Regions from separate parts of the Columba livia genome. Here region 1 is linked to region 2. A link is a contact called in public Hi-C data. All regions are on one chromosome and are shown on one strand. Each heading gives the region's core, a stretch centred on a gene start, on an enhancer-like site or on the middle of the called end of the contact. The rest is flanking DNA. Distances are from core to core; before and after follow the strand shown.

Region 1 (3,891 bases), core at 356-2,855, 80 kb before region 2:
TAACCCATGGGGAGGTCTGGCCCCAGCAGGAGGTGTAAAAGTAAATTCCTAGTTAAGCAATGATAAAGCAGCAGTTCTCAAATTGAGAATTTCTTATAAACATATGTTGCTAATTGTCTCTGGTTCCAGCTGGGAAAAACAGATGGGGAGGAGGGGAGAAAAATGAGGAGCCAAAGGAGATAATTGTCATTTTAAAAAGCAGAAAACTGTACAAGACATTTGAGATCTTAAACACAGTCTTTAAGTTTTTCTTCCTTGTAAGCTGTGTAGGCTGTAACCCCAGGGCTGTTTCAGTCTTGACAAAGAGGAGGAGTCAGTCACAGGGAAGAGGAGAGTATATTTCTCAATGACTGGCAGTGTGAGAAATGAAGCTCCAGGGCAATCTCTCTGTCAAGACACAGTCCAACCATGATAACATTTAAACCCTCCCAGTGATATAGATCAGAACTGTGCCATGAGTGCCTTTTCATGGGAAAGCTCCAGACAAGGCATTTAATTCTTCCCCATAGTAACTAGAAAACTACTTCTGTGGGTAGAACTAAGCTGTTTTAGCTATACTCCTGGAAGTGCCTCTTTCCCCGCTTGCCACCACGGACTGGTCTCAGGAGCTTGCAGCGATCTGTGCGAGTTTGTCCAGTACCAAGCACTGGGCAGAGGTGCCCCGGCCACCCTGGTACAGCTCTCCACACAGGCCCATACCCCTCTCTGCGGCTCGTGTCCCCTCACCACACCATCTGACATGGGCTTACCTCAAATCCAAATGTTAAGCTAAAAGTCCTCCAAGAGTTCTAGACCTCCTGCTTTTTCCTCTCCTCCTCCCACCAGGTGTGGTGGACCTTGGATCAGACCCCAAGGGTGCTGGTAAGACAGGGCATATTGCTCAAAGCACGTCCCACTCTCCTAACGAGGCTCTTGGTGTCTCCTCAGAGTGACCTGCCAGCAATAAAGGAGAAGTTCCAGCAAATGTACAAGAAGTCGTTAGCTGAAGCTGTCCGATCTGATACCTCTGGGGACTTCAGAAAGTTGCTGCTGGCTATTTTGCACTAAAAAGCCATCGAGAATGAAGAGGCATGCTGAGCAGCCACCTCTTGATTAGTTTCCAAAATAGCATGCAAAAAATGTGGCATTAGCACAAAGAAAAAAATCCAATTTATTTTCTTTCCAGCTGGGAAATGTGTTGCCAAGTAATGCTGGATGTGAGGTTTGTGTTATGGCTATCTCACAAAATGTCCTTAAGCAATAAAGGCATGTTAAAAAAAACTAAATCTAAATTGACCTCTTTGCATTTGTATATGTGAAAGAATCTTTTGTCATTGTTTCTTCTGAGTAGACTTGCTGTCTTTCGTTCTGAAGATAAGCTCTGTTCTTTCCCCAGTTTGATGAGTCCCATGTCATGCCTTTACAGTCCTGCCAAGAGAAAATGGATAGTAATTTCTTCCCAGCCCATTATCGCAGCTCTTTAAACAACCTGAGGGCTGTAAATTAATGATTTAAGTCAGGCCCTGATTAAAATCCTGCTATCAACAGGGAAGGTCAGAATGATTTCTCTGTCTGTGAGTTGCCCTCTCAGCATAGTCACCTCCTAAGTTATCCCCTGAAGGAGATAAGGACTTGCAGCCCCCATCAGCACCAGCTCCTGAGATGTGGTAGGAGCATAGCTGGGAAAGAGATGGGGCGTTGTGAGGTGGACCTGTCAGGCAGGGAAATGCTGTTCCCACAGAGGCAAACATGACCTCAGGACAGCTGCATGGTCTCCATCCTTGGGGGTTTCTGAGATCTGACTGGATAAAACCCTGAGCAACCTGGTCTGATCTCATGGTTCACTCTGCTTGGAGCAGGAGGTTGAACTAGAGACCACCAGAGGTCCCTTCCTCCCTGGATTATCCTAAAATCCTATAATCCTATGAGAGAAAAAGTAGATGACAAATAACGTGACAGGGCTGACAAATAAGAGAGTCTGTGTCAAGGAGAAGGACTTGTAAGCATCTCTGTGTCTGACCCCTTCCCCCTTTTGAGTGCCCTGCTCTGCAAGGGGAAGGGTCTTTCAGACTGAGATCCTCTGAGGTGTGGTGGCTGATGGCCTCTAATTCCCATTGAAAACATTATTTCTGAAGCACTGGATGTCTGTTTCCCTGCTTGTATGAGTGCTACAGCAGTAGTACCTGGCCATCTAGTTACAGTTTGTGAAGATGGGGCAAAATAAATGGAAAATGGGAGAGATTGAGGGCTTTTAAGAACGGTCATCTGTGTGTCACACAGATGTAAAAGGGTGTTCTGACATTTTAGAGGCCTGATCTTCCTTTGACAACATTTCTAGCAACCTGAAAATATCAGGGGCAGATCCTGTACCTGAAGTGAACCATCTGATTCCAGATTCGCCTTTATCAAAGGTATTTTAATGTTCAGACCCAGAAAGAGAAGAGCAGTGCAGGATCTGCACATCTTCTCGTTGCTGTTGCCATGGGGCTCTTGTAACCAGAAACCATAGAAAGGATAGATGAATAATCTGCTTAGGTGTCCAGTGTTCCTGGTGATATTTCATCCTCCAGAGGTCACACTGTATGTTCAGTCCGAGATAAGCTGGCAGATACCCATTCTCAAATGACATCATTTGAAGAAAAAGCCAGCGGTGTCTGAAATGCACATGAAGGAGCTGTTTTAGGCAAAGGATTTGTTTTAAAATATTCCAACAAGAGTGCTCAAAGCTATATGAGTGGTTTCTGCGAAAGCTCTAGAAGCTCAGCACACTTTAAACCCAGCTATGTCCTTATTTAATGTGAAGCACTTAGCTTTGGCAGCCAAATTTCTTTTTGCCTGAAGACTGTTTTAATTAACGCTAGTAGGTCATTCTAACTAAAGAAGGAGGAGTACAATCGCTTTCATCTTAATCTTTCACTCTTTAATTAGAGATTGGCCTGAAACCAAGCCAGGAGCCCACACATCTTCACAGCCACACATACTGCGCCAAACTCATTATTGAATTACATGCTATATCTCTCTATCTGTACACAACACCAACAGTGGTGGCAGTGACACCTGTGAAGTTGCTCTGTTTTTCCAATACTGTAGGATTAAAACTTGTCTCTGTGCCTCTATAAAACAAGTTCAGGTCAGGGGTTCAAAATTCAAGTTCAGATTTCAAGACCAGAGGTAGTCTGTTACCTCACCTGCAAAATCAGAACCAAACCCAGATTTGATCAAGTCTTAAGCTAAGCCTTAGTTCAGAATTAAGTATCATAACAACGTGAATGACAGATGTGGTGATGGGACACAGGGAAATCATGTTTGCTAAGCAGCTAAATAGAAAATGAGAAATGCAGAAGTAACAGAGGAATGAGAGAGAAGGATCATAAGAGTATTTGAACTGAAAGAATAAGAAGACCAGATAGCTGACCACAGCAGACTTCTCTGTGGGCAAGCGGCATCATTCACAAGTTGCAACAAAGGAACTTCTAATCAGACATACAGAAAAAAATCTTCACCAGGAGAGTGTTTCGGGACTGGAACAGGTTGTCCAGAGAGATTGTGAAATCTCCATCTTTCAAGATTTCAAAAATTCATCTGGACAAGTCCCTGGGCAACCTGATCTACCTCTGACGTTAGCTCTGCTGTGAGCAGGAGGTTGCACTAGGTGAGCTCCCAGGGGCTCCCCAACCCAATCGTCCCATGACTCTGGGAGAATTAGGTAGTTTGTGAGCAAAAGACTCTCTCCTCTCCAGCTTATAACAATTAAAATGATGTCGGGTGCCCACGTTACCCTGGTTGCTATCCCAGCCTGGGCTGAAGCCCATCATCCCAGCCAGCCACCACTGCTGCTTGGGGCATCTTCCCATCCTCTCCAACTCATGGCATCTGATTAATTCTGATCCCTGTAATTGTCTCTTTCAACAT
Region 2 (3,551 bases), core at 602-3,101:
GGTGAATAATGCCGCTTCACGTGGATTTGTGAGTGACAGTTCACAGCTCAGGTCCTTTCGGTGCTTATTTTTATCGCTATAAAACGAAGCTTGGTACGCCTCTTGCCTAGGAAGTGGCTCAGCTCACTCAGAAGCTCAGGGACTTGCCAGGGGCCTGAGATAACTAAGTTAGATTTGTTTTAGCTGCCCTCAGTATCCAAGGTATTTCCTACTGTAAGTATAAGGAAACATTGAGGGTACTTAAGCAACCATATTTGTTTATCTTAGGTCAAACTGGAGAGATTTTCCAGAACCACTACTGCAGCTGCATTTAACTTGTTGAAAGGCTGCATCTGTATGGAGAGCTTTGCTTCTGACTCCATGATCACAAACAAAGACCTTCGTCAGGAGCCGAGCTCCACCGGGAAGGGTACACACAGCTGCTGAGCAAACCTGAGCAGATGTCTCCAGACACTCACTAACCTTGGCCTCAACTGGGCGAACTCCTGCATAAGGAAGAAGCCAGAAGAGAGAAGAAAATCACCAGCATTCCCTCCCTCAAATTTCTGAGTAGGTAATTACCTGAAGAGAGACAGATGTCCAGACAGGTTTCACCTCAAGAGGAGATGAGATTCTCCAAGCCTGCAAATCCAAAGTGTCATAGGAGGGCAACCCCACCAAACTTGGAGCCATCTGCTCAGCCAGGTGATGCATGAAGCGATGCTCTGCGGGTCATCCCTTCTGGCAGTGTGGCTCCTGCTAGTTGTGGGGACAGTCACCACCTGGGTCATGGATGGTGTCTCAGTAATGGTTCTGCAAGGCATCTGGTGGGAGGTAACTGTGACTACTGCTGAGACACGGTGGGATTTTCACACCTTCCTATTCCCTGCTACAGCTTTCTCATGTCATCCAGTCTACAACCCGTGTTTGCTGAAAAGACAGGGGAAAAAATTAGGAAAAAAAAAACAAGAAAATTTGGACCAAAATAATTCCAACAAAAGAACAGCATACCCCAGAGATGGACATTTTACAGCAGGTGTTTGGAGAACAACAGTGCTGCAGAGCACACGTGAGGCTCTGGTTCGACAACGCAGGGCTGAGGAGAGGAGGTCACACAGGTCAGAATGTCCCAACCTGGGCTCTCATCCTACTAGAATCTGATTCATACAAATGCACCCCAGTGCCTCCCTGCAGCTTATTTTACAGCTCGGGTCAGATTGCAGTGTCCCAGGTACCTAAATTAAGCCCCTGAAATCCATATATTGATAGAGAAACAATTAGTCTGAAATTCTAAGGTGTCACACACCCATTTTTATAGAGAGTATGAATGCTGAACAGACCCCCCCAAAGCTGATAGGTGGTTTGACGATGCTGACATAGAGCCCTCCATGCGCAGGAAGGCCTTGCACTGATGTTAGACTCAGGCAGTTGAGGGCAATACATAACCCATTAGTTGCAACCTTGCAAGATCTTGCAATTATCTTGACAGCATTGCTGTCAGAATGATGTTTTTTGAGCTGTAACAGCTAGCGGCGGGGCCGGGCGCAGGAGAACAACTCCAGCCGAGTGTCCCAACCCGCGCGTCCACCGAATGCTGACTGCTCTCTCTGCTGGACAACCGAGAAATGGTATCTTCTACAGACAGACCTGCTCACGTCTAAGTTTGCAAAAATGTGCTGAATGAGCAAATGCGTGTGAAAAAAAAGAAGTGGTTGTTTGCTGTTTTTTTCTGAAGTCCCAAACAGCCAAATAGAAGAGGTTAGTTATCAAATCGACTATATTCCTAACTAGAAAGCAGCAGCAAAGAGAAGAAGGCAGGAGAGGTGTGGGTGTCCTATCCCATGCTGTAGCTTACTGCGTCAGTTGTAGAATCATAGAATAGTTTGGGTTGGAAGGGACCTTCAAAGGACATCTAGTCCAACCCCCCCACAATGAACAGGGACATCTTCGACCACATCAGGTTGTTCAGAGCCCTGTCCAGCCTGACCTTGAATGTCTCCAGTGCTGGGGCATCTGTCTCTAGCTTGATGGATGTGAGAGGAACTGCCTGTGAGATAGGATGTCCTCCCGTTATGACTATAAGACTATCAAGGTCTTGTGTTACAACGCTGAGAAGTGTTGGAGACTTTCCAGCGGCCAACAGAAGTCAGAAGCTGGGAGACCATGGGATTGTGAGTAACTGACCTGAGGGCAGGGAAGGTTTCTTCTTGCTTTGTTCAATGCCTGACTGAAGGGTGACCTAGTCCAAAACACCACTGCACAAGGGCTCTCATCGTATCAATACTGTAACAAACTGGACAACAGATAGACTTCACTGTGCGAGAAGACAAGGTAAAGAAGGTTGAAAGTGAACGGAAAGCTAAGCTGCAGTAAGAAATCATAGTACTGAAAGTATGAATGAGCAGCACATCTTCATGCTGAACACAACAGAACATCTTCTGGACACAAAAAAGATTAAAAGTCTCAAAGGCTATTGACAGCATGGAGTACATGTGAGCACATGCCAATCCTGCTGTTCCACTGCACCCCAGCAATCCAGTCCTGCAGCAATGTCAAAGCTTTCACATTGTTTTACATCTCACAGCAGCATGAGCCCAGCTTGGAGCTGTACCTGAAGACCACGGAGTCCTGCTTTGCCATATGGTGTACCCCATATGTATGTAAATCTGTGGTATAAAGTCATTTGAATACTAAGTCGCTAGTCTTATGAGGAGTGTCTGAGGGAACTGGGGCTGTTCAACCTGGAGAAAAGGAGGCTGAGGGGAGACCTTATCACTGTCTGCAACTACCTGAAAGGAGGTTGTAGCATGGAGGGGGTTGGTCTCTTCTCCCAAGTAACAAGTGACAGGACAAGAACAAACGGACTCAAGTTGTGCCAGGGCAGGTTTATACTGGTTATTAAGAAAATTTCTTCACAGAAAGGGTTGTCAGGCGTTGGAACAGGCTGCCCAGGGAAGTGGTGGAGTCGCCATCCCTGGAGGTGCTTAAAAGACGTGTAGATGAGGTTCTTAGGGACACGGTTTAGCGCCAGTGTTAGGTTAACAGTTGGACTTGATGGTCTTGATGGTCTCTTCCAACTGAAATGATTCTATGATTAAGTGTTTAAACACATCAATGATCGCAGAACTGATAATTAGTGATGTCTGGCAGTGAAAGCCCCTCCTCGCCATCAGCTTTACAAACAGTGGCAGCTCTTTGTTTGAACTTGTGACGCATGCTGCTGCTGCAGTAACTCGGCGAAGAGGCTCTCAACAAATTTTGCTTTTCTGCCTGCAACTTACGGTGGTGCTCAGTGAATAAACCATGCTGGCTGGGCCACCTCACGCATCAGTCTGAGGTGACAGCAGAAAGGTTAAGCACAGCAAGTTCCCCTAAAGAGCCAGGATGCAGGTTAGTTGGAGAAAGGAGCAAATAGGGGAGGAAATTCACCTCTGTCCTACTGATGGGACACCAAGGCTCATCAGCATTACAAAAAGGGCTGGTCTCTTCCAATTATGGTGAAGCAAGTAGTTCCTCCTTATATTAGGGGCCCTAAATGAGCATGAGAAAAATGGTTGTGAGTGTTCTCCTTC

Evidence for each region. A called contact is a pair of places that touch in the nucleus more often than the background predicts.
Region 1: a Hi-C map of liver shows a contact between it and region 2, with 6 times the contacts expected there. The contact joins two enhancer-like sites. A contact is called at or near these places in 2 of 2 Hi-C or Micro-C datasets (crop and liver).

Annotation. Positions count from the first base shown.
Region 1 is chr2:149,986,890-149,990,780 of bColLiv1.pat.W.v2, reverse strand. It overlaps ANXA13 (annexin A13), which reads left to right. Exons shown (of 11, transcript XM_005507283.3): 11 at 928-1,062. The coding sequence ends at 1,047. Among named protein-coding and RNA genes, the nearest start is that of KLHL38, 5.5 kb to the right of the region's middle. Within about 2 kb of position 1,605, at least 1 of the 3 cell types and tissues checked has an H3K27ac peak away from gene starts, as active enhancers do.
Region 2 is chr2:149,907,366-149,910,916 of bColLiv1.pat.W.v2, reverse strand. No RefSeq gene overlaps it. Among named protein-coding and RNA genes, the nearest start is that of NTAQ1, 19 kb to the right of the region's middle. Within about 2 kb of position 1,851, at least 1 of the 3 cell types and tissues checked has an H3K27ac peak away from gene starts, as active enhancers do.